7 separate regions of the Mus musculus genome follow, and all the other regions are linked to region 1. Evidence: chromatin contacts called from public HiChIP or PLAC-seq and promoter capture Hi-C data. All regions are on one chromosome and are shown on one strand. Each heading gives the region's core, a stretch centred on a gene start, on an enhancer-like site or on the middle of the called end of the contact. The rest is flanking DNA. Distances are from core to core; before and after follow the strand shown.

Region 1 (3,033 bases), core at 220-2,719:
AGATAAAGCAGAGGAACTCACCTCTACGCTGCCTTCAGGGAAGCCAAAGCGCTTCTGGACAACTGCGGTCAACTCTCTGATCCGACGACCCTTCTCCCCAAGAACATTCTGTGTCCTGTAGAGGGGAAGCGCAACCATTTACTCAAGATCCCACCTGCCGCCCACCACAACGCCAGCACACACGTTAAATGGAAGGTAAGTTCTTCCCAAATGCAGTTCTAACAAAGCAGTTACACCCACTGAGGCCAGATTTACTGCTTGGTTGGCCCAAGTTTACACAGCATCTCAGTACACACAGTATTTACAGGTGACAATCAATGGTATTTCTACCTGGTGGCTAAAATAATGATTTCTGTCCTGGTTGGTGTAACTCGGACTTCAACTCCAGAGTAGCCATCTTCAGCCAGCTCCCGAGTGAGAAATTCATTCAGCTCAGCTTTGAAGATGCCATCAGCTACAAACTGAACCAAAGGAAACAAGTTACCTCTGAGGTGAAGACAGGGTTAGTCAGAGCAAGCCCAATGGCCCTACAGAAAAGCAGCAACCCTTCTCAGACAAATGCCTCTTGGTCATCTTTAGGAAGTTTCTTTTGACCACAGTGCTTTCAGCTGTGCCACAGAACGCAGCATAGTGAGGCATCTTGGACAAAGACAACACTTCCTACTCAGACTCGTCATCACCTCTTCATCGAAGGGCTCTACGGCATAATCTACACCCAAGAGACAAAGAAAAATCTGTCTCCAAGTAGCACATGTACAGCTGGGACTGTAAGTTGTACCTCGGATAGGAGAGGAATCCTGACTCAAAACAGGTTTATCATCTGTGTGCATAAGCACAAACGACAGACCATCTATTTCTAAACCTGGCAACCTGCACACTTTTCCCCCATGAAATGATAACCACAGGGACGCTGCAGCTCCGGGTCCCGAGTGAACACGGCAGCAGTCAGTAAGTAGGCTTTCAACTATGGCCACTTGCAGGATCACGCGACTAAGAGAAGGGACTGCTAAACTTCACTTACTAAAGAAACTGGACTAGATCTGATGGCACACGCCCTCTAACTGTGCCACAGGATTACTATTATGGAGACCAAGAAACGCTCAAAGGTGTCTAGTCCGGAACTGGAGGCGCCCGGTGTTCGAGTCGGTCCAGAACTCGAGGAGTTTGTCCCTCCCTTGCCCAGGCACACAGCACTCGCCCGGCTCCGGCCCAATACACAATCTACGGCCATCCGAGGCTCGAAGAGACGGCAGGCGGCCCCAGACGCTCCACAGGACTGATCACGGAGCCACAGGCCTCCCTGGCACTTGTAGAACCCGCGGCGGACTCCCGAACCGGGCCCAGACGCTTACCTTCCTCTTCTTGGAAATCTGCACCGCCATCTTGCAGCCGCGCGCCGCTGAAAGGAAAGGAAGTGGCTCGCGGGCGGAAGTAGGTATATAGGGCGGGAGCAATGACGCCGCGCAGCGCGGCGACCCTTGCAAGTGTTCATGGGAAATGAAGTTTTGCATGGGAAATGAAGTTTTGCGTCTAAAACGGCGTAGGGGGGGTGTAACCTAGCAACCTGTAATGTAGGCGGAACAGGAAGTAGACATCTAGTTCCGGTCTGAAAGTGCTCTGTACTCAGCAAGCTTGGGGTTCCAGCACTAACGAAGTAGAGGGTCACAAGTTTAAGGTCATCATTGACTACATAGCGAATTCGAGGCCAGCTTGGCCTTTATGAGTTTCTGACTCAAAAGTAAAAACGTAAATAAATAAAAAATTTGAAAAGAGCAACCTTCAGACTAGAGGTGCAAACCACAGGCATAAGCACACACTAACAGATTTTACCACCTTCACGTTCACGCTAATGAAAACTTTCATTGAAATGTATTTAGAGGACCAGCTGGATGGCTCAGTAAGTTACAGAGTGAGTGGGACAGTAGAAAACCATGGCTGCGTATACATATATGCAAGCATAAAACACATGCGTGCGCACATGCACACAGATTTAATATTATTACAAAGGTAAACCCTGATCCATGAGATGGGCTTATTTGTAGGATTTCTGGTAGTGAGCACCTCCACTAGAACCTGTGGGAAAAAAAAATTTTATTTTTTGGTTGTTTTGTTTTGTTTTGTTTTTCCGAGACAGGAACTTTTTTGACTCGCAGCAGGGTGGAATACCAGCAGCAGGGGCTTGTCAAAATAATAAAGCACCAGGGCTTCGGGGACAGACTGTTGAATAGTATAAATCTAGGCCATAGGACCTTCCCTTCACACAGACCCTGATGTCCACACAAGCAAAAGTTCATTGCCCAGAGGCAGAACCTGCTGATATAACTTGTACTGCAGTGTGTGGCTCACTTCACACTGGAAACACGGGAGTCTGTTTCACCCTGTATTAATCCCACGGAACAAAAGTAAAAACTATTACTTAAACTCTTTTAGACAAATTAAGCAAGTTTTATTTTCTATCAGACAGGGCTATCTCCCTAAAGTGGAGTTTTAAAGAATAGCATCAAACATAGAAGTGGAATTTATATAACTCAAAATTTCTAAGACTAGGTGGTTTCCAAGGGAAGAGAGATTTCCAGGGGAATGTTGGCTACACAGGAACTTGGCAGAACATCTTATCAGGGTGGAAGTCAGGGTATAATGGAGTATGGAACATGTCAAATTCCAGAAAATGGGTTGACGACAGGATCAAACCCAAGTGTTACAGAAAACAGGAATGAACTTATTTTGACCTTGTAACAAGATGGCTTCTAATCATGGGACAGAGTCAGACTGGTCTGTCACCTGATGAAGCTGTTTCTCCATTTCTAGTGCACCACAGCCATGGCTGCCTTCTTATAACTATCTCCTTGTATCTGAAGACCTGTGCCAGCTACCCTGATGGCCGTGCTCAGAAAATTCAATGATGCCTCTCACACTAAAATCATGACTCAGGGCTGGAGAGATGGCTCAGTGGTTAGAAACACTGGCTTGCCTACCAGAAGACCCATGTTCAACTCCCAGTCCTACATGGCAGCTTACAACTGTGACTCCAGT
Region 2 (2,957 bases), core at 352-2,851, 780 kb before region 1:
CCCTCTTCTGGTGTGTCTGAAGACAGCTACAGCGTACTCATATACATAAAATAAATAAATAAAATCTTTTAAAAAAAAGTTCAAAGTCTCTTCTGAGATTCATCCAATCACTTTATTGTAATCCCAATAGCAAGACAGGAAACCAGCTGGGCAAACTCCAAACGCTGCATCTCCATGTCTGATACCGTAGCAGTCGTCAGATCTCCTACTCTCTGAGCATGCTCCCTGCAGAAGGTGGCTGGCAGGGGCCCGACTTCTGGGATTCTACACAGGCAGAGCCATTTCCTCATCAGCACTCTGCTGCAGCTAACTCCACATCTCAGAACTTGTCCTCTTTTCCCTCACCTATAAACTAGCGTTCTTAATTTCCTTTGAATGACCAGATGGACACTCAAATTTCCCCAAGTTCAGGCTGATCCTTCAAAATACTTGCTATAGCTTTGACAGACGTTTTTCTCGTGTTCAGGTTTCCTTTCAGAATGAATCTAATGGTTTCTTTCTCTAAATGTAATTTCTTCAGCCATCCTTCTCACTGTTAACTGCTTGTTCACACAAAGTCCGTGACCTTTTGGATATTTGCATCCGTTCTGTGGGTGACTGGACGACTACTTCATGGATCATCTCAGACATTTTCCCACCCTTCTTTAAACCTTTTGTGCCAGTCAAATACTCAAGCCCTCGACACCACTTCACCCCCATACGCTTCTTTCAAAAGTGGTGGGTCTTACTTGCAGACGTGTTCGATTTTACGCAAAATTTGATACTTTGTTCTAAATAGCGGCCACTCATTTTGAAACAAAACCATACAGGAACGTTATCAGGCCAGGACTGTGAGAAGCCTGAGGTAAAAATCTCTAGGGTGCTGCTGGCCTAATCATTGCACTATTCCTGCCTCTCTGGAAACCACCAAGGAAGTTACTGCTTTTCTGAGCTTTTACCCTAGCGTCTAGTCAAGGTGTGCGGCTAGCAATCTAGCACTAATTCGGTCACAGAGTAACCGGAAGGCAAAACGGGTTAAAAATTAAATCCTCTACAACTCATGTTTGCGTTCAACCCGCGAGTTGTTTCAAAGCAATCGCAAGGGTCATCCCGAATCTGTTGCCTTTAAGAGTCTACGGTGACTCACGCAATGGACGCATGAACCGTGACAACTTTTACACAAGCCGGGCAGACGCAGCCGTGAAGTAACGTTCTAGCTTGCCCTGGATCTGCAGGAACCCGCACACAGCAAACCTACCCGAATAACCCGGGGTTGCGCTCGCCAGTCCCGGGGAGACTACAGCGCATGCGCAATTCCTTCCTTGCGCGGGTTGGGTTGTGCGCATGTGCATTGAGACTACGCAGCTGGCCCGACCCTCTCGAGTGCGCATGCCCGCCCGCAGGGACGGTCGCCTGCGAAGAGGGCGGGGGCGGATAGCTGAGGGAAGAGAGGGCACCCTCCAGCGCCAGGGTGCATTGTGGGAAGGAGGCGGTAGCGTCCCGGGCGGGCTGGAGGTGCAGCAGCGGCGGCGGCGGCGGTAAATCCTCCCGGCCGCACACAGCACTGTGGAGCCGCGGCCCCAGCCCAGCCTCGGCCCGCGCGCCCCTCCTGCCCCTCGCGGCTTCGCGCGCCAGCCCCTCCTCCGCGCGCGGCCTTGCGGAGCCGGCCGGCCGGCCCAGCTCCCCTCCCCGGCCCCGCGGGGCGGCCGCGCTGCCCTGACGAGGCGGGGAGGGGAGGGCTGGACCGGCCGGCGGCCGGACGACCATGCCGAACTTCTGCGCTGCCCCCAACTGCACACGGAAGAGCACGCAGTCTGACCTGGCCTTCTTCAGGTTCCCGCGGGACCCGGCCAGGTGAGTGGGGCGCGGAAGCTTCAGGGACTTGCGCGCACGTGCGCTCGCGGGCACCCGGCCCAGTGGGTGCCACCCGGGGGCGCGAAGGCGGATGAAGTGGGCGCTTAGCGCCTTTGGTGGTCCGACGCGGTTCCTTAGCTGTCAAAGAAGTAACCCTTCTCCAGGGCTGTGTTCCCAGGGGCCCTGCCTTCCCCCGCGTCACTGGTCTCTTCTAGGACAGTGTTTCTGTTTGGAGGCGAGCCGCTTTCTTTGATCTTAAATCAGGTCACAACTGCCTCCTTCGGACTTGTCAACCCAGTGTTCAAATGCCGACCGTTACTCATTGTCTCCCTTGGTTGTTGGGACCACAGAGGACAAGTGTGAGGGCGTGGGAATATGGTATTGCAACTTCACTTTTCCTTGGGGTAGTTTATAATCTGGGACGTAGTCTGAGAATCATAGGGACTTAGTGTGATAGACTGCAGGTAGTTCTCAGAGCTCTCCTGTTGGCTCATTCGTTTAAAAATCAGTGCTTAACCATGTTTGAAGTACTCATGTCAGGTGCTGGAGACTCGAGTGAATTTTGTCACGGACGGCAGAAAGCACCTAATCCACAGAGAGAGAGAGCAGATCTATCAACGAGCGCTGAATATAGCATGATATTAATTGAGCAAATATTTATTGAAAGCCGACAGTTGGTAGAAATTGGTCAGAGTATGAGAGTGGGTAACATGAACCAATGAAAATCCCTCTTCTCAGAGGTTACATTCAAGTCTTGGGAAATTGGCAAGTAAAATATTTATAATACCGTGTCCAATAATGAAAAATATCCTGAAGAAAAATACAGCAGGGGTTGGAAGGGCTTTTAGCTAGGGAACAGGTGGAAAGATAGCTCAATGCTGAAGAGCACTTATACTCGCAGAAGGCCTGGGTTCTATACCCACATTAGGTGACTTCAGTTCCAGGGGATTACACAACCTCTTCTGGCCTTCCTGTGTACCAGGTATGCTCAAAGTGCAAAACGCTCGTGCATATACCAGAGCAGATTAAAGAAAAAAGCATAGCCAGGGAGCTGAGCAGTGGACATTGTCTGTTATCCCAGCGCTGAGGAGGCAGGGAGAATTGAGATTTGAAGCAGGCCTGGG
Region 3 (3,386 bases), core at 524-3,023, 680 kb after region 1:
CCCAAGAATCAAACTGTGTATCACCTACCCCATAGGAGTGCAAACACACAGTGACGGAACAGAAGATGTACCCAGATCCCTGGCTTTCCTCCTTATTCTGCTTCACACCAGGACAAGTATTCAGCAGGAACACTGAGTTCATCTTGTGCAGGAACCAAATCGCTGCAGTTACTTTCCCCACCCTACACGGAATTATTAATAAGATTTAGGTGCTCTGGAACAGGGTTTCCCAATGTCTCTTCTTCTCCCAGAGCCTGGAGCTATCTCAATGTTTATTTTTTAAACCACATCCCCATGTTGATGACTCACAATAACTTTTGTCATCCGCTCTGAAACCTGCTATTATATATGTTTGCCCATGCCAGTCTGTCCGCCTTATTAATTCTTGGCATTGAGCCTCACTCTGGTTGGTATTCTGTTCTTCCTCTTTCTGCTTCCTGGCCCACCCACACTCAGTGTTACTGGAGCTATTAACAGTCAAAGTCCATCCCAGCACGTAGGAGGCAGAGGCAGGAGGATCTTCTGTGATGGAGGAGGGAGGGGAGAACCTGCATGGCAGAGGTGGAGGGGTTCAGAGAGTGAGAAAGTCCACAGTGCAACGATGTAGGCTCAGGCTTTAGGCCGATATCTGAAAAGGAAATAAAGAAAAGGGGAAAAAATTAGTGGTCAGTGCAGATCTGAGATTATGTCCCAGGTTAGAATACCACACCAGAGACACACAGTGTGGTTAGAAACAGGGGCTGGTTATTAAAAAAAGAAAAACACTCCCAAGAATGGGCGTGAGCTAGTGGGCTAAGTAAAAGCCTTGGGGACTGAGGGCTCAGGACCCTTTATAAGACTTTGATAAGACATCTACCTCTCCAAATTGTAGTTCTGGGGACTTTTCTGGCACATTCTCTGTTGTATAAAGCTCAGGTCAGGAAGGGTTTCTGGGCCAATTAATCACAATTAATCTTGATATTCTGGCTTCCCGTCCCCTGTCCTTCCCTCGGCTTCTGGGACTGGGTTGTATGATGACTCAAGCTGGAGCTCCCTTCAGAGATCAGGGCTTCATAATGGAAGCAACTCCTACAAAGGTAACGGTGCCTTCCCAGGAGTAGCTTGTTTTTGTGACCCATCTATGTAGGATGTCCCATTTGCTTTAATCTAGAATAATTCTAATGGGTCAGGCCAGACTCGGAGCATTCCTGGGGGATAGCTAAGGAAAGAATCTAATGCAACTATTTCTCTGCTCAACTACAGCTTCTGCCTAATCCTGTTTCTTTCAAGTCTTATATATCTTGAAGTACCTGCTACGTCCCACACCGATCCACAATAAACCTCTTTGCACACTAGTCTCCCTTTCAGTTTTCGAGGAACTCAACATATTACTGAATTCTGTTTTTCTTTCCATCATTGAGGAAAATACGTAATAAATAAATTAATTAAATTAAAAAAAAGAATTTACATGGTGAAACAGAAAGACAATTTCTGAATATTGTCAAAAAAAAAAACTTTAATATTAGCTTGTCAGCTGTGAACACCTAAGCTTCCAGGGTTGGATCTTCGTTTCTCAAATACTCTACACTGCACGGTCCAAGTTCCTGCAGAACACAGAACATACTAAAAAATGATTATTGGAATGAATGGGTGGTTAAGACCAATCCTGCCTGGACTTCGGGTCACACAGGTAGGCGGGAACTGAAGCTCCACTCGGGCTGAAGCTCAGGGGCGTGGCCCAGAGTCCCCGCCCCGAGACCCGCCAGAAGGCGTGGCCCACGCACGCCGCCTCCCGCGCGATGTCGCTGCCTGTGGTCCGGCTCGTTTGGCTTGGTCGGGTGCACTACTCGGAGCTGCTGGCGTTGCAGGAGCATTGGCTACGGCGGCTACAGGCAGACCCTCGCCCTGGGACCCTGTCGGGGACCAAAGCGGGTGTGCTCTTGGTCTGCGAGCCAGCGGGGCCCGTATACACGGGCGGGCTACGCGGTGGCCTGACACCCGAGGAGACTACGCGGCTGAGGGCCTTGGGCGCCGAGGTGCGCGCCACCGGCCGCGGCGGCCTGGCCACTTTCCACGGCCCGGGCCAGTTGCTCTGCCACCCGGTGCTTGACTTGCGGCTCCTAGGCCTGCGCCTGCGCACCCACGTGGCGGCGCTGGAGGCGTGCGCCGTGCGACTGTGCGAACTTCGGGGCCTGCAGGGCGCCCGCGCGCGGCCGCCGCCCTACACTGGCGTCTGGCTGGGGGAGCGCAAGATCTGCGCGATCGGTGAGCGCGCCGGGGCGGGACCGGGGCGGAGCCTGGGCAGGGCTAACATCGGGGAGCGCTGGGCTGGACATGAACTCTGGGCATGAGCCACTGACCTCCCTCATGGAGCTGAGACAAAAGAGTCCTCTAGTTCAGTATGAATTGCCAGGTTTCTTCCTGTGACTCATAACGGGAGACAGGATGCCAAAATTTAAAACTTCCAATGCAAACGCAATTCTTGTGTTAAACGAATCTCGAAAATAAGGGCAGCTGATGTGTAACCACAGCCCCCACCGCCATTGACTTAGCCCCCAGATCCAGTCAGTGTTCCATCCAAGTTTCAAGGGATTGTGCCCAGGCCTCCTTACCTTTCAGCCCCAGAGGGATCCTGAGGCTCCCAAAGAAGGGAAGTATAACTATGCTAAGATATTTTGGCTTGTCTTGCAGGAGTCCGCTGTGGAAGACACATCACGTCCCACGGCTTGGCTCTGAACTGTTCAACCGACCTCACATGGTTTGAGCACATTGTGCCTTGTGGACTGGTTGGAACTGGAGTCACTTCCCTGAGTGAGGCGCTTCAAAGACTTGTCACTGTGGATGAAGTAATGCCATCATTCCTTGTGGCATTCAAGGAGACTTTCAAGTGCACGTTAATCTCTGAGGACAGCCCCAGCTGAAGGACATTCATTCACCTTATCCTTGGGATGATGGTTCTACAATAGAAAGCTTCTAGTCTGACTGAGTCCCCAGAACTACTCTGATTCACTGACCATGACAGGCCCTGAGCAATTGCTAGTCTGACTGAGTCCCCAGAACTACTCTGATTCACTGACCATGACAGGCCCTGAGCAATTGCTCCCTGTATCTCCTCACCTACCTCAGACGACATTATGAAAATACTATGAAAAGTCACAGGCTACCTAAAGCATCCCCATGACCATTAACACCTGTTAATGGAGACACTCCAGTGTTATTATCAACTGCCATTTCCTAATTACTTGCTACTTTTTCAGTGCTAACAGCAATTGTATCAGTTGTATCTAACAGCAGTTTTGACTCTTAGGTTTTTTGAGTTCTGTGGGAACCAAATCTCTGTGAGGCCCAGGGAAGTGATAAAGTTACTCTTCTCAGGAGACCTGGGTCTTTCTTCAGTAAAGGAGAAA
Region 4 (3,384 bases), core at 731-3,230, 870 kb after region 1:
TACACGAAATGTTACAAGGCCCACCGGCTTAAAGAACAGTTGACCTTGAGAACATAAAGCTAAAGCTTTGCAACCTGCTCTACCTTAACCTTCTTCCCAACAGTGACTGTACGTGGAAGGAAGAGTTAACTAGACAAGTCTACCCAGAAAAAAATGATCACCAATACACCAGCTTCTGATACCAACAACTTACCGTGAACACTGCCCAGGAAAGGGCGGAATGGCCTCCTCCATGAAGCAGCAGCAGGACTGGACCCTCAGAACCACTCTTGTAAACTCGAAAAGTGTATGAACAGTTAAAGACAATAGATTTAAGGTTTTGATTCATCATAACAATACTTATTTTTTAAAAAAGACAAACAGGTTATAACAACTTATATGAAAACTGCAGACTTCCAAAGAAACTTTAGATGTTTCTGAGATATCAACACTGTTTTGAAGCCTGCTTGTCAGTATATGCCTTCTTTTCAATGAAAAATAAATATTTCCTTTTCCCTGAAGAGGACTCAGAACTTGGTTTCTAGAAACTAAGTCACTTGACTTTGTTGGACTCAGAGTATTACTTTCAGGAATTTAATCCCAATCCTTTCCCATGTGTCAGAGAACTGCAGCCAAGATAGATTCTGCCAAAGGCTTGAAGGTCACATTCCAGACCATGTAAGGGACTGGTGGGGACAAGGAGAATGTTCAGGAGCTCCCCACGTCTGACTTAGTCCCCGTCCTTATGCTGTGAAGCCTCTTTGAGAGGATATATCCTTGCCAGTTTCATTCTCCACTTCCACATCTTCCATTGACTCAAAGTACTGACTCCATGGGACAGGGGTAAAGTCCCGCTTCCGTCCAGGGCTAAGGAGAGGAAGGAAAGAAGGTAAAATCTTGGTCAATAGATAACTGTAAATCTGAAATGAAAATAGCAAGAGTGCTTTCTCATAAAGACACAAAGAGTTCACAAAGCACAATATACAGTATTAAAATAGGTCCAAAGAGATTTAAGAGTAAACATTAAGATTTTATACAATTGACAGGCATGATAGTGCATGCCTTTAATTCCAAAACTTTGGAGGAAAAGGCAGATGGATCTCTGAGTTCAAGGCCAGCCTGCTGTTCAGAGGTGTACAGTTCCAGGACAGCCAGGGCTATATAGCAAGATCTTATCTCAAAAAACCAAACCAAACAAAATTTATACAATGAAGTAATTAATGTATTTTCATTATGGATAAATTCTGATTATCTATACACATTAGTTTACTCTTTTTTTTTTTTTTTTGGTTTTTCGAGACAGGGTTTCTCGGTGTAGGCTTGGCTGTCCTGGCACTCACTTTGTAGACCAGGCTGGCCTCGAACTCAAGAAATCCACCTGCCTCTGCCTCCCAAGTGCTGGGATTAAAGGCGTGCGCCACCACTGCCCGTCCTTAGTTTACTCTTATTGTAATTATCCTTAGTCAATATTATTTTTTCACATCAATCTCAAACTTTTTCGTGTTCCTTTTCATTTCCTAATCAGCCAAAGCCTGTGTTCTCAGAAGGCAGTCATGATAGCAGTGTCTGGAGCTTTCAGGAATGCATCTGAAGAACTGTTTGCACAGCAGTGAAAATACTTTTATAACAACCTTGATTGGCAATGGACTTAAGAAGAAAGAATTGACCTTTGAAAAGGTAATCAACAAAACTCAGGGGTGTTAACAATATGAGGAATATCAGACAGAATTGGAATCAATTCTAAAGGTGAGTTAAGTCTTACTTTAAAATAAGAACCACTTTGATAGGTCAGTGCATACAAAATCATTTTATGTCAAAATGAAATTCACCTTAAGCCCAACAAAATGGATATACAGTTTCTATTTCCTACTCTGCCTTTGGCAGAGAGGAACAAAGCAAATCTGGCTTCTGCCTAACTCACGGAGCCTTCACTGTGATCGCAGACCAGGCTTAGAATCTAACAAGGGTTGTGGACACTGCGGTTTTCGAGCATATGCACACACACTCTGGACCACACATGCAGGTCCAATACAGCTCCGCTTAGAAACCCATTTGCAACTGAATTAAGAACACCTGAACTTTGACCCCAAACAATTATTTCTAGAGGAAAGAGAAAAAGAAAATCACAAGGCAATATATTTTTAAAAAATAGTTGTTAAACCACCAGTAATTTTCTACCTAATAAGTTTATTTTTATAACCCAATTCTGTGTTTTTTGTGTGACTTTAAACACAGTATTTAATTTCTACAAACCGAGCCTCTCCATGTCTGACGGGGCTGCACTGTCAATTTTATCCAGGCTGGCATGAAGATTAAAGTAGCCCTCTCACTACTCATTACTCTCAGACTAGCTTGCTCTATGTTTTCTAAAAATATTTTAGTTCTATATTTTAGTTCACCTAACTTGGCACTACTGTGAGAACACTGAGAGCAAGAACATTCCCCATGTATTAACAGAACCTGACACATCAATAATTAACATCTGTTGACACTACGAAATGAGCCAATGTAAATACAGCACTTAGCTTGGTATCTCAGTATATATCCATCATTACTACTATTAAATGGCTTGGAGGCTAATAAACACAATCCCCCTTACTTGAACCTAGTAAGGTTTCCAGTAAAAGAAAATGCAACACTATACAACTCTAGTAATGAAGCCTATAGTACACAAGTAAGGAGTAGGACCAACTCAGTCCACAAACCAACAAGATCTGGTTCAAACAGGAATAATGGTAATTCGGGGTGGGGAGCACAGAACAATCTTCCCACAGATGCTGGGGTTACTGAACATCTATAAGCTATTTTAGAAATCAGTATGGAGAACACTAAAAAAGATAAAAATAAATCTACCGTATAACCCAGCTATGAATCATTGGCATATGCTAAGGACCAAACATCGTCATTGCTGTTCTATTCATAATAGCTAGGAAATGGAAGCTTTGCCCTTTAACTGACAAATGGATACTGAAAATGTGTGTGTGTGTGTGTGTGTGTGTGTGTGTGTGTGTGCACGTACATACATATACATAGTGGAATACTATTCAGCCATAAAGAAAAAATGAAATAATGTAAATAATGAAATTTGCAGGTAAGTGGATGGAACTAAAAAATATATAGAATGAGGTAACCAACACTCAGAAAGAGAAATGTGGTATGTTCTTTCTCATCTGAGGCTCTTAGCTCTAACTCTTCAGATGTGGGTATGCCACATAGAACAGCAATAGAAACCAGGGAAGTAAAAAGAAGCCATGGGAGGACACACTAGAGATAGCAAGACAGAAATGATTTGAAGGAAGAAAAGGAGAGAATGAGGAGGGGGTAATAAAATAACAGTAAGGATGTCTAAAAAGGCCATAATGAGTCAAATACATATATAGGTTGAATGAAGTTTTCCCATTTGGG
Region 5 (3,405 bases), core at 175-2,674, 640 kb before region 1:
AAATCCCGTTGAGACCCCAGCTTGGAGTCGTGTTTGTGCCAAGCATTTCAGACTTGGGGGACTCTGTGAAGGGGGGGGGGTAATTCAAGGTTTTCTGCTTGAATTCCTCTGGATTCTGCCAGAAGGCCCCAGAAAACTATGACGTTTCAAACGTGTGTGTGTGTGTGTGTGTGTGTGTGTGTGTGTGTTCAAGCCTGTACATTTGAAACACACAGGCGTGCATAGGCTACACAGGTATGTATAATAATAGCGGATACAGAGAGAAGATCAGACGAAGATCAGAAAGCTGGAGTCCAGGTCTTTGCTTTTTAATAAAAGGGAAAACTTAGGCTGGGGTGGTTGAGGAATTGCCCAAACTCACAGAGCCAGATGAGAACCGCTCTTCCCTGTTCCAGAGACCCCCCCCCCCCCAAGTCTGGCACCTCCTTCCTCAGACTCTGTAGACCCTTTTGGAAGGAATCCCTTTGTCCTTGCTGCTCCAGAGAGGAGAGGGGCTGTGTATGACTCGGGGCGAATGCCAGGTGTTGGTAAATTTGGGAGAAGCCTGGAAGGGAGTTAATGAGGTGAGAATGATGAGAAGGGAGTCAAGCCTCAGAAAGCAGCTCCGCAGGCTGCAAGCGGGCGGGGTGGCGGCTCCTCCGCGGCCCTAGCTCGCCGCCTGGCGGTCCCAGAATCAACCTCTTGCAGGCCTGGAGCTTCCCTGCTCTGCTAGGGAGCTTTGGCGCTGCCTCGTCCGGACCGAGGCACTGAAGTGGCAAGTCTGAAGTAGCTCTTCAGGCGCTGGAGATGCCTCAGTGTGTAAAGAGCACCCACCTCCACCCCATTTTTGCAGTTTCCCCTTCCCTTACTGGAAAGTAGGTGCCCAGAAATAGCACCGTCTTCTGTGTTCTCCCTGCCCTTAGCTTACCCGGCACAGGTAGACAAAATAGCTCAACAGCCCAGCACCAGACGGGTGCTCACTAACTGAACAGCCTAACAACTAACTGAACAGATGTTTCCACATCTCTGGGCCTCGGTTTCCTCATCTGAGATGGATGGAGTGACAATACCCATCACAGGTCTGAGAGGAGTAAAGATGGCTGGCTACACTGGGAGACTGTTCTCTGTAAAAGGAGAATTCTGCTCAGATCACCCCATTCGCAGATGAATAAACTGTAGACTCATTAAAGCTGCAATAACTAATAATCGATATCGTGGATTAGTATAGGAGCCTAAATCATATTCCGGATCAGTTCCTCTCCTTGCGGTCGCTACGTCAGTTGGTTTTCGCGCTGCTGCTGGTGGTGGGGTCTCCTCCTTGCGGTCCTCTCCAGACTCTCTGCTGGGTCTCCCGAGAACCTCCTATCTGCTTCACCCTGTCCTTCCTGGGCCGCTCAACCCTGATCTGCCCTGGGCGACACGCCCTCGGCCGCGCTAGGGTCTCACCTAATCCGAGCCTGACGCCGGCGGGTCTCGGGCGGTTCGGGGAGAGAGCGGACTCCTTCCTCGCTCAGCCTCCCCGGCCCGACCCCTCCTTTGTAATTTGAATAAAACGCCTCCCAGCCCGCGCGCCGCCTTAACCCGCCGCCCTGTTCTCCGTGATTGCAGGCGGCGTGCGCGCAGGAACAGCAGCGGTGGCCTGCAGGCGGCGGAGTTCGGTGCGGCTCCTGCAGGGTGCGACCCCCGGGAGCGCCGGGCGCGCGCGACGATGAGGGCGCGGCCGCAGGTCTGCGAGGCTCTGCTCTTTGCCTTGGCGCTCCACACCGGCGTGTGCTATGGCATCAAGTGGCTGTAAGTAGGACTCCGTTTTCACTCCAATGGGCCATTGGGCGAGAAGCTGGAGAGGTTGGGTGAGCCCACCAAAATCTGCGAGGCTAAGTTGGCTTGGGCGTCGTGGGCGAGCCGTTCTTAGCTCGGCGACTTCTTCTGTGATATGCTGTTCTTACCCTCCGCGGGCTTGCGAAGTGGGTGAGCGGATTTTCTCATCCAGGCCAGGGTTGCTCAAAGGCCAGTGAGGGACTAGGGAAACATCCTCTCCAAGTGGCACAACTCAGAGAGAGTCTGCTCAGTTCAGGACACAGGGTCCAGTTCGGGATCATGGCCTGTCAGCCTCCAGGAGGTCTGCTAAGAGAGTTTTGACCCCTTCCACCTGGGGACCTTGGGGGAAGTGTCACCTTCTGGGGCCTCCGAGTACTCGGTCTGTCAGAAGGATAGTTAGTACCGGCTCCTTGGGATCTGATTGGAGACTCCCTAAAGAGCTGCTGAAGGTCCGAAGCTAAGGGATGTCCTGGAAGGATAAATGGTCGCTGGGGGCAATTTTCCTGGTTTCCTCGTGCAGTGCTAGTTCCTCCTGTGGTGGCTGCCGTAGGCAGTGTGAAAGGAGTGGGATATGGGGAAAGGCAGCCCCTTCCTGAAGGATCTGTCCCTGGGCTGGGAGAGATAAGCCCGGGCTGTAAATAACTTTCCAGGGGTTGTAAGAGTGGAGGCTCCGGGGCTCGGAGGAGGGCAGCCTGGTTGGGTCACCCATGAGGGTTACAGAGATTTTCTAGAGGCTGCCACTTTTGGCTGCACAAGTGAGGAGTTTGGCAGGTAGGAGATATGGAGGACACTCTCAGAGTACAGTGCCCGGAGTGGGAGAGTCAAGAACAGGAATGTGTCTGCCTTGCTCAGGTCATGGTTAGGGAGCCTGCAGATCAAACAAGGGATTGATAGATTATGGGCACTGAAGAGGGTCGGTCCAGGAATTCGCTTTGAAGAAGGAATTACTGCAACACACTGAACCTCTGGAAAACTGGAGGTTCCTGGTCCAGCCTTTTCTGGTGCTGAGTTCTTGATTAAATAATTCGGGAGGGAAATCCCATCTTCTTGTACTTCTGGTTTACAAGAAAGGGGGTCTGTCCTGGGCCAGGCTCCTTCGAACCTCCTCCTGCTGCTGTCAGGCACTCTTGCTTATTGGGCTGGGCACAAGTCAGTGAGAGAAGCCCCTTCAGCCATTGCTTTACAGACCAGGGGATGAGGTGAAGAGAAGGAAGGGGTTGCTGAGAGCTACAGGGGCCTTCATGGCCTAGCACCAAGCTTGGGTGACTTGTTTTGTTTATAGAGTCCTGGGGACACAACTCTCATCTCTCTTTATCTGCCCTACAAAGGGCGTCCTGAGGTTCTAAGGATTCATGTGACACACACAGTCCCAAGCTGGCGTGTGCTGGGGATGGGGTGGGGTACGAGGCCGGCTGAGAGCAACACCCAGTTTTGCTCTACTACGTCTAAGCCTTGACACACATGGGCACAGCTCAGAGTCTGCACTCAAGACATCCCCCAGGGAGGACTTGACGGGCAGAGATGGAATGTGAAGCAGGTGTCCCAGGCTGGAGGAAGAACAAGGACAGAAGTATGGGGGCAGGAGCATCCCCTGTCCCCTGCAGGGAG
Region 6 (3,288 bases), core at 493-2,992, 830 kb before region 1:
TGGTAGCCCCAAAGAGCTTGTCCTCCCTATCAGAGGAAAAACAAATCACATTACCAATGTATACGCAAGGATATAGAAAGCCTTCGACTGGCTACAAACTAAGATTGAAAAGATAACTCATACCATTTTCATCTCCACACTCCAGCTCCTGACAAAGGAAAAAAAACACCATTTGAGAGCACAATGACCCAGCTCATACTAACAGGGGAAAGAACAGGTTTTAAAGTCAAACACTTCTTGGTTCCAGTTCCAGCTTTACAACATAATTAGTTGTTTCATCCTTGTGAATTGGCCTCTCTGAACCCAATTTGTATGCCTTTATTTTAAAAAAAAAAAAAAAAAAAGTAATCCCAAGTTTGTTTCAAGTATTATTTAGAAAACAGGGCAAGCCAAGTTCTGTCATAGTGGCTGGCATATGACTTGCCAAACAGACTCTACCACCTGTGCAACCTTGGACAAGTGATTTGACCTCTGCCAGTTTCCTTAATAATAAGTTAGGAGATAAAATAAGCAAACGGTGGAGCATGTCATTTGGATAAATGAAACTCAATAACTCTTTTCTCAAGTTTTGGCAGTAAAAAAAGAGTCATTTCGACCAGTTACCAAAAGTTTAAAAGCCTAGAATTTCGCACTGTGAATTCCTTGGTCAAACAAAACTACACTACAGGTTGAGAACTCAGTAGATCTTCCTTAACATCTGTTAAACTGATAAATGGATGGTCAGCAGCAGAGTAGAATGAATGAATGAGCCAGCCTAAGAGTCAAACACTAAACCGATATGACTCTTCAACTGCGTTCCAGGCTCTGGGTTGCTAACTCCAACTCTTGGCCTCAAGTGGAGCCCCCTTCCCCCTACTTCCCATAGTCCTCTGAGCTCAGAACCAACTCTGAGCGAGCCAAACTGGATGGCGCGCCCCAGCTGGCAGGATGACATAAAGAAAGGGGGTGGAGAGGAGGAAGGGGCAGAGCCAAAGGAATCCGCTCGCTCCCCAAGCCAGTCCCCGCCTCCCGGTAGAATCTCGGAGGCGGCCGGCGACCGCCCGAATCGGGTACCACGTCACGGCATCCCAAAGCATCCCCTCCAGGGAAACGCACGGCGGGGCCGCACAGCAAAGGAAAGCCGGGCAGCAGAAGCCGGAGCGTGCTCCCGGCACCGGGGTCGCACCGACTCCGTCCCCCGCTCAAGTGTCAGCAGGCAGCCCGCCCCGCCCCCTCTCTAAACACGCACTCGCTCACAGCACCACAACAAGAGCAGCCCGCCCGGCTCCTCGCCCGCGCGGCTCCGAGCGGGTTCCAATGTCAAGCCCGCGCCCCCGCGGCCAGCAGCCAGTCTTGGGAACCCTGGCCAGCGTCCGCGCCTCGCGCACTCCTCAGCGGAGACGACAACGGAGAAAAAGCGGGGGCACGGACAGACAGTCAGACAACCCGGAGTCGCCTCGGGGCTCCTAGACCTCGACCTCCGGCGTCCCATCACCAGGCATGCCGGAGTCGCCCTCAGTCCACTTGAGGGAGCCCCGCGATCCCGTTAGGAAACAACGGAGGATGGGGCTGACCGACCCAAGCCGGGCTCCCCGTGCCTGGCCAAGCGCTCCCCTACCCTGGATAGCCTGCCAGCTTTTCCCAGGACCCTGCCTGAGAGACACCCACCTGCCCGGCCTTTCGGGGCTCATCTAAAAGGCTCCTCCGCCAAGACTAGGGGACACCAGGAATTAGGTTTGTTTGCGGTGCCTCAGAAGGGGCAAGATGGCGACAGATACCAGAGCGCAGGCGCAGGCGCGCGCGGCTCGCCGGGAGGTGTAGTTCGCCTTTCCCGCCTTTTGAGAAACGAGCACTCAAAAGCCTCCATTCTTCCTGTCCCTTTTCCTCTGCCTTTTGAAAGGAAAGGGCGGACAACGCGGGTCCTAGTGGGAGTTGTAGTCCGAGTCCAACCTCGCTCCTCTTTCTCTTGCTGCTTGCTGGTCACATGCGCAAGGAAGTCTGGGAGTGTAGTTCCTTTCGGCTTCTACATTACCCTCCAGTCTCCAGCTTCGCGCGCCTATCCTCCGGTCTTTCCCAGCCAATCAGCTGCTCTTTCGGCTGTACGTGTGGCGTCACACGTAGCGGTCAAGATGGCGTCTGTAATTGGAGCTGAGCTTCGACCTTTTCACTCTAGCGAGGGTTGGGATGAAAAGAACACAGCTTGGTCCCTGATGCCCAGTTGAGGATTAAGATCTGGTTCCGTAGACGCTTGGGAGTAGTCATCAGCGTCTTCCAGCCACCCAAACGACAACTCAAGAAAGGTTATCCACTACGGAGAGAGAAGACCTCACAGTGGCCCGTACACCTTTCTCGGTGTTAGGAGTTGCAAGTGGAGGAAAGGAATCCGAGCGGTCTCAGCTTGGAGTTACGCCATGTACGAAGTAGGAGAGGTAGTGATATCTCGTGCAAAATCTGACAAAGGGAAGAAGGGACTTACTTGAGGCACTACGACATGGTAGGTTCACCATCAGCCTTTGTTCTTAACCACACAATGTTGTGGAGGCCTTGTGCCCCTATTTTACAGATCGATAGGGACCCAATATATTGTTTCTCTGATCCAAGAACTCAAAGTTAATTTCTAGTATTATAAATCCCATCGAATTTTGTTGTGTCCTCCCTCTAAATAAAGAACTCTGGTAGCATCGGATGCAATGAAAGTGCAAATCTTGAGGAATTGTTAGTGTGCATCCTTCTGTTAGCAGATTCCCGTGAAAACTAGGGTAACCACTGGGAGGACATCTAGCTCAATGGCAGATTGCTTGTCAAGTATGTGCAAGACCTGGAGACCTGAATCGGATTCCTAGCACTAAGGGATGTTAGGATGGACACACGAGAAAAACTACCCTGTGGGAATATTAAGATACACAACGTGAATGAAAGTTCTTTTCCTAGTTCATTATGAATTACATTTATAATCTCAGCACTGTAGAAGTGGAAGAAGATGAGGAATGCAGGGTCAGACTGGACTGCAAGAGACACCGAGACCAAAACAAGAAAAAAGAAGAAGTTTTTAAGTAAATTGTGAACCACTGCATATGAGTCTACTCCTGCTCCTGAATGGAGCTGTAGGTTAGTCAGAAATAAAAAGGACCATTTCCTATACAGCTCTCCTGGCCTTCTTATTGCACCCTATTTTGAGGTCAGTTTCTTAAGAATACCTTGCAAGGTAGTAAATTAAGTCTTCTCGAGACAGGAATCAAAGGTGTACACCACCACCACCTCACTGGTAAATTAAGTTTTAATAGGAGGTTTTGTAATTTAACAGACATT
Region 7 (3,207 bases), core at 582-3,081, 740 kb after region 1:
CTAATATGTACTTTGATAATGACCATCTAGGTCACAATCAACAGCTATCTTTATGGAGGTACCGCGGCCATTTCAAAATTCAGGATTGCTGGGATTTATGTTCACTAATATAAAATATATTTTAAACAACCTCATAGTGGACTTGAGAATCACTCACTAATGGATTTGAAATGCCCTCTCCTTTTTTCTCAGTTGGCTTATTTCCTGTTCTTGAAATCCCAGTGCAGGTCCTCCTGCTTGATGGTTTCATTTCCACTATTTGCAGCAAGCTCTTCATCGTGGACTAAACATTCTTGCACATATCCTATCTCTCCAGATTTTATTTCTGGGGATTTTGGTTGTGACCCTAGCTTTAACAGCTGAAGCATCACTCCAGCCCTAGATTTTACTTCTTGAAGGGAATTGTTTATATTCTTCTAATATCAGCTCCTAGCATAATTCTTGTTTTGTTGATTTTTAAGGCAAACACTGCAACCCCTTACAATGACATATATTATTTTTCAGAATCTCTCAATACAATTATTTTATGCTAGTAGTTTGGATTTTATTAGAACAAATGATGTCTTTAAAAAATAAAAGGAATACTTTGGATTTATTATGTCTTTTATCTTTGAGCCTCAAAACACTCTAAAACTATTTCTTCAATTACTGTACTGTCATGCTATAAATATTATATAATCCTTACAAGAGCAAAAGGCTGATGAGGAAGAGTTTTAATATACTTGGTCAAGTCACACCAAGAAGGTATTTGGCACAGTGTGGTGGTGCACACCTGGAATTCCAGCACTCAAGAGTTCAATTTCAGCCTGGCGTATATTATGTTCAAGGCTAGCCAAAGCCATAGAGGAGACCCTGTCTCAAAAACAGAGAAAGCAGAGTGGTCCATATACAAGACTTCAGTATTTCTCTGGCCTCAAGTAATGAGACCTGAAAGGCGCACATTTATAGAAGAAAGAAAGTGAAGGTGTTCATTTCTTTTTTCCTCTGTATTCCTACTTGTTCATGAATTTTATGATGTTTGTACATTCTTAAAATAGGGTTAAATGCTGACCCATCATCTGACAACCTTCTTATCTATTTTCCAGACATTATATTCTCTCTACCTCTATTCCGCGGCTACAACTGAACAAAAACAACTGCCAGCTGAGGTAACATAACAGACTGAAACCCGCATTCATTTCTCAGGAACGCTACTGCTCAGAAAATTCGGTTTGCCTTTCAGTTCCTTCTGTGTAAAGTGGGAAAGGAATATACATACAACCTACCACACAGGATGAATGAAATGACAAAAAACGACTCGTAAACTTTCAAGTACAAATAGATACCGTTGTTCCTTACGTCATTCCTTTTTTACCTTAAAGCAGGAGACCACCACTGCACAACATAAGTAAGAAGCGTCAGGGAACAGGTGGTGCTTTTTCTCTCCGAGGGAAGGGAAAGGCAACGGGTGTACAGAACTCGGGGAACCGGGGAAAACTACAACTCCCGTGAGGCGTCACGCGCGCCACTTTGGGCTCCCAAGCGAGACCAAGCCCTGAGGCGAAGAGGGTGGGGCCTGCGCGCGCCGGGGACTCTCCTAGTGAGTGCAGAGGCGGGCTGCTTGAGACGACGGGGACACCAGGTGGAGGCGCACGTGCGAGTGCGGGGCGGGTGATAAGGGAAAGACAGCTGAGGAACGGCATTAAAAAAACAAAGCCAGCTGTGCACTGTCGCCTCAGCGGACAGCAAACGCTGCAGCGGAGGTGCGGGGCGCGCGCTCCCGGGCTCGCGCCTCATGCCTCGGGCACTCGGACGGGCCGGGGCGGGCGGGGGCGGCGCGGGCGGCGCGGGGGCGGGGCCTAAGGCGGCGCGGGCGAAGGCGGCGACCCAGACATCTGGGACTGTTGTTGTTCTCTCGCCTCACGCCCGCCTCAGTCAGTTCGAGCTGAGATCCGGAGCTAGTCTGCTGGGAGGCGGCTGTCCTGTCTCCGCCCTCTCTCCGGGTTCGCTGGAGCTGCGGCAGGAGCTGGCGCGGACTGAACAGCTCGCGGTTGGTCTCCGATGCCCTTCGTCAAGGAGGGGGTTTCTGGACCCTGGTGAGCGCACCTAGAGCCCCCCTGACTCAGTGTCTTCGCCCGCCCCTCGGGCCCGCAAACCCGTGTGTCTACCATGGCTGAGAACGCAGATGATGACCTGAACTCTAACCTGCTCCACGCCCCCTACCTCACTGGGGACCCCCAGCTAGACACGGCCATCGGGCAGTGGCTGCGTTGGGACAAGGTGGGTACCTGGTCACCCCGGCATCTGTCCCCTCTTTCTGCTCACCCTCGCACAGTCCACCCTTTCCGGTACCCACCCAGGGCTCTGGAGGCTCCAGGGGAGATGGCTCCAGCCAGCGCAGGGCTAGTGGAGTTGGGCGATGCCTCTCACCTATGCAGGGGCTGCTTTCCCCGGCGGGCTGGGCTGGGCAGGGACGACTGCAGTCTCTTTCTTTTGTGGTAGGCTACACCGCAGTCCCGCTTCCTCCCTTGCTGCCCCTTCCCTTCCAGTGAGTATCATCTCTCATGGTCAAAATACTTCGTCCTCATTCTCATCGTTGTAAGTTATCCTCTGTGTACTATGCATCCATCACCTTTCCTCTTTCTCCTTTGACTTCCTTCTCTGCAGAACCAGAAAGTGGCTTCTGGTTCTTGAACGTTACTAACCACTCACTATGTTGCTCTGCTGTGTTTCCACCCTCTGTCACTAGGTAATCGCTGGCTAGGTATTCGCTAGTCTATTTCACTCTTATTTTCTGGTATCACCTTTTGCTATTAAATGTGACAAGGGTTCTCCTCTTATTTCATTCCTCTGCCGGCAGTTATTTATTGGAAGTATCCTGTTCAAAAAATTGTCATGGACATCTAGAATAGTCTAGTTGTACTGATAGAATTTGCACCATTCTCAAATCTTAAAAGGCAGATTCTGATCAGATATTTAGGAATTGCTTAGGAATTTCAGAATTGCTGATGCCATCGTTTCTTCTCTCTCCCTCCCCTTGTGCAGGTATATAGGGTGGGTTGGTGAAAGCTAGAATTAAAATGCATCCTTTTCACTTGTAAACGAGGCTCTTGGAGGCTTTTTCAGAGGGTGGGATGATAATCCCAGTGTTTGTTTTCTCAAGTGCATATGATACAGCTGCTAAAACAAAAAAGGCAGCACATTTAAAACTGAATTAAGGGGTTTGTA

The links. Promoter capture Hi-C pulls out the DNA fragments that hold promoters and counts their contacts. HiChIP or PLAC-seq counts read pairs in DNA pulled down with a chosen protein or histone mark.
Region 2: a contact with region 1 is called in a promoter capture Hi-C map of liver. The contact joins the promoter of Thap12 here to the promoter of Rps3 in region 1. A contact is called at or near these places in 6 of 39 promoter capture datasets (the C10 cell line, erythroid cells, liver and 2 more), 2 of 484 Hi-C or Micro-C datasets (CD8 T cells and liver), 4 of 115 datasets of contacts at active chromatin or transcription factors (bone marrow-derived macrophages, embryonic stem cells, large pre-B cells and 1 more) and 2 of 9 other capture datasets (adipose tissue and liver).
Region 3: a contact with region 1 is called in a promoter capture Hi-C map of liver, with 5 times the contacts expected there. The contact joins the promoter of Lipt2 here to the promoter of Rps3 in region 1. A contact is called at or near these places in 5 of 39 promoter capture datasets (the C10 cell line, hippocampal neurons, liver and 2 more) and 1 of 9 other capture datasets (macrophages).
Region 4: a promoter capture Hi-C map of liver shows a contact between it and region 1, with 3 times the contacts expected there. The contact joins the enhancer-like site here to the promoter of Rps3 in region 1. A contact is called at or near these places in 4 of 39 promoter capture datasets (hippocampal neurons, liver and pre-B cells), 2 of 484 Hi-C or Micro-C datasets (double positive thymocytes and neutrophils) and 2 of 9 other capture datasets (adipose tissue and macrophages).
Region 5: an H3K4me3 HiChIP or PLAC-seq map of embryonic stem cells shows a contact between it and region 1, with 9 read pairs. The contact joins the promoter of Wnt11 here to the promoter of Rps3 in region 1. A contact is called at or near these places in 1 of 39 promoter capture datasets (liver) and 2 of 115 datasets of contacts at active chromatin or transcription factors (embryonic midbrain and embryonic stem cells).
Region 6: a contact with region 1 is called in a promoter capture Hi-C map of liver, with 4 times the contacts expected there. The contact joins the promoter of Emsy here to the promoter of Rps3 in region 1. A contact is called at or near these places in 3 of 39 promoter capture datasets (liver and pre-B cells), 3 of 484 Hi-C or Micro-C datasets (CD4 T cells, liver and neutrophils), 2 of 115 datasets of contacts at active chromatin or transcription factors (bone marrow-derived macrophages and large pre-B cells) and 1 of 9 other capture datasets (adipose tissue).
Region 7: a contact with region 1 is called in a promoter capture Hi-C map of liver, with 4 times the contacts expected there. The contact joins the promoter of Pgm2l1 here to the promoter of Rps3 in region 1. A contact is called at or near these places in 4 of 39 promoter capture datasets (hippocampal neurons, liver and pre-B cells), 1 of 484 Hi-C or Micro-C datasets (embryonic stem cells), 1 of 115 datasets of contacts at active chromatin or transcription factors (astrocytes) and 1 of 9 other capture datasets (liver).

The regions. Positions count from the first base shown.
Region 1 is chr7:99,482,240-99,485,272 of GRCm38.p6, forward strand. Rps3 (ribosomal protein S3) reads right to left here and starts at 1,470. Exons shown (of 7, transcript NM_012052.2): 1 at 1,353-1,470; 2 at 331-461; 3 at 22-115. The coding sequence starts at 1,382. Snord15a (small nucleolar RNA, C/D box 15A) reads right to left here and starts at 693; the gene lies at 546-693.
Region 2 is chr7:98,701,646-98,704,602 of GRCm38.p6, forward strand. It overlaps Thap12 (THAP domain containing 12), which reads left to right and starts at 1,602. Exons shown (of 5, transcript NM_028410.2): 1 at 1,602-1,833. The coding sequence starts at 1,745. Gm15506 (predicted gene 15506) reads right to left here and starts at 1,283. Exons shown (of 1, transcript NR_144495.1): 1 at 1-1,283. It also overlaps the pseudogene LOC108167485.
Region 3 is chr7:100,157,504-100,160,889 of GRCm38.p6, forward strand. Lipt2 (lipoyl(octanoyl) transferase 2 (putative)) reads left to right here and starts at 1,774. Exons shown (of 2, transcript NM_026010.2): 1 at 1,774-2,244; 2 at 2,671-3,386. The coding sequence starts at 1,779. The coding sequence ends at 2,900. Gm51452 (a long non-coding RNA gene) reads right to left here and starts at 2,673. Exons shown (of 2, transcript XR_003946658.1): 1 at 2,592-2,673; 2 at 1-628.
Region 4 is chr7:100,354,516-100,357,899 of GRCm38.p6, forward strand. Ppme1 (protein phosphatase methylesterase 1) reads right to left here. Exons shown (of 14, transcript NM_028292.2): 2 at 753-846; 3 at 194-286. Among named protein-coding and RNA genes, the nearest start is that of Ppme1, 16 kb to the right of the region's middle. Within about 2 kb of position 1,981, at least 15 of the 459 cell types and tissues checked have an H3K27ac peak or open chromatin away from gene starts, as enhancers often do. A contact at or near this core is called in liver, where this site is marked.
Region 5 is chr7:98,837,421-98,840,825 of GRCm38.p6, forward strand. Wnt11 (wingless-type MMTV integration site family, member 11) reads left to right here and starts at 1,425. Exons shown (of 5, transcript NM_009519.2): 1 at 1,425-1,770. The coding sequence starts at 1,688.
Region 6 is chr7:98,654,827-98,658,114 of GRCm38.p6, forward strand. Emsy (EMSY, BRCA2-interacting transcriptional repressor) reads right to left here and starts at 1,743. Exons shown (of 20, transcript NM_172280.2): 1 at 1,648-1,743; 2 at 1-26.
Region 7 is chr7:100,225,776-100,228,982 of GRCm38.p6, forward strand. It overlaps Pgm2l1 (phosphoglucomutase 2-like 1), which reads left to right and starts at 1,832. Exons shown (of 14, transcript NM_027629.3): 1 at 1,832-2,259. The coding sequence starts at 2,149. Gm34877 (a long non-coding RNA gene) reads right to left here and starts at 1,630. Exons shown (of 3, transcript XR_869834.3): 1 at 1,355-1,630.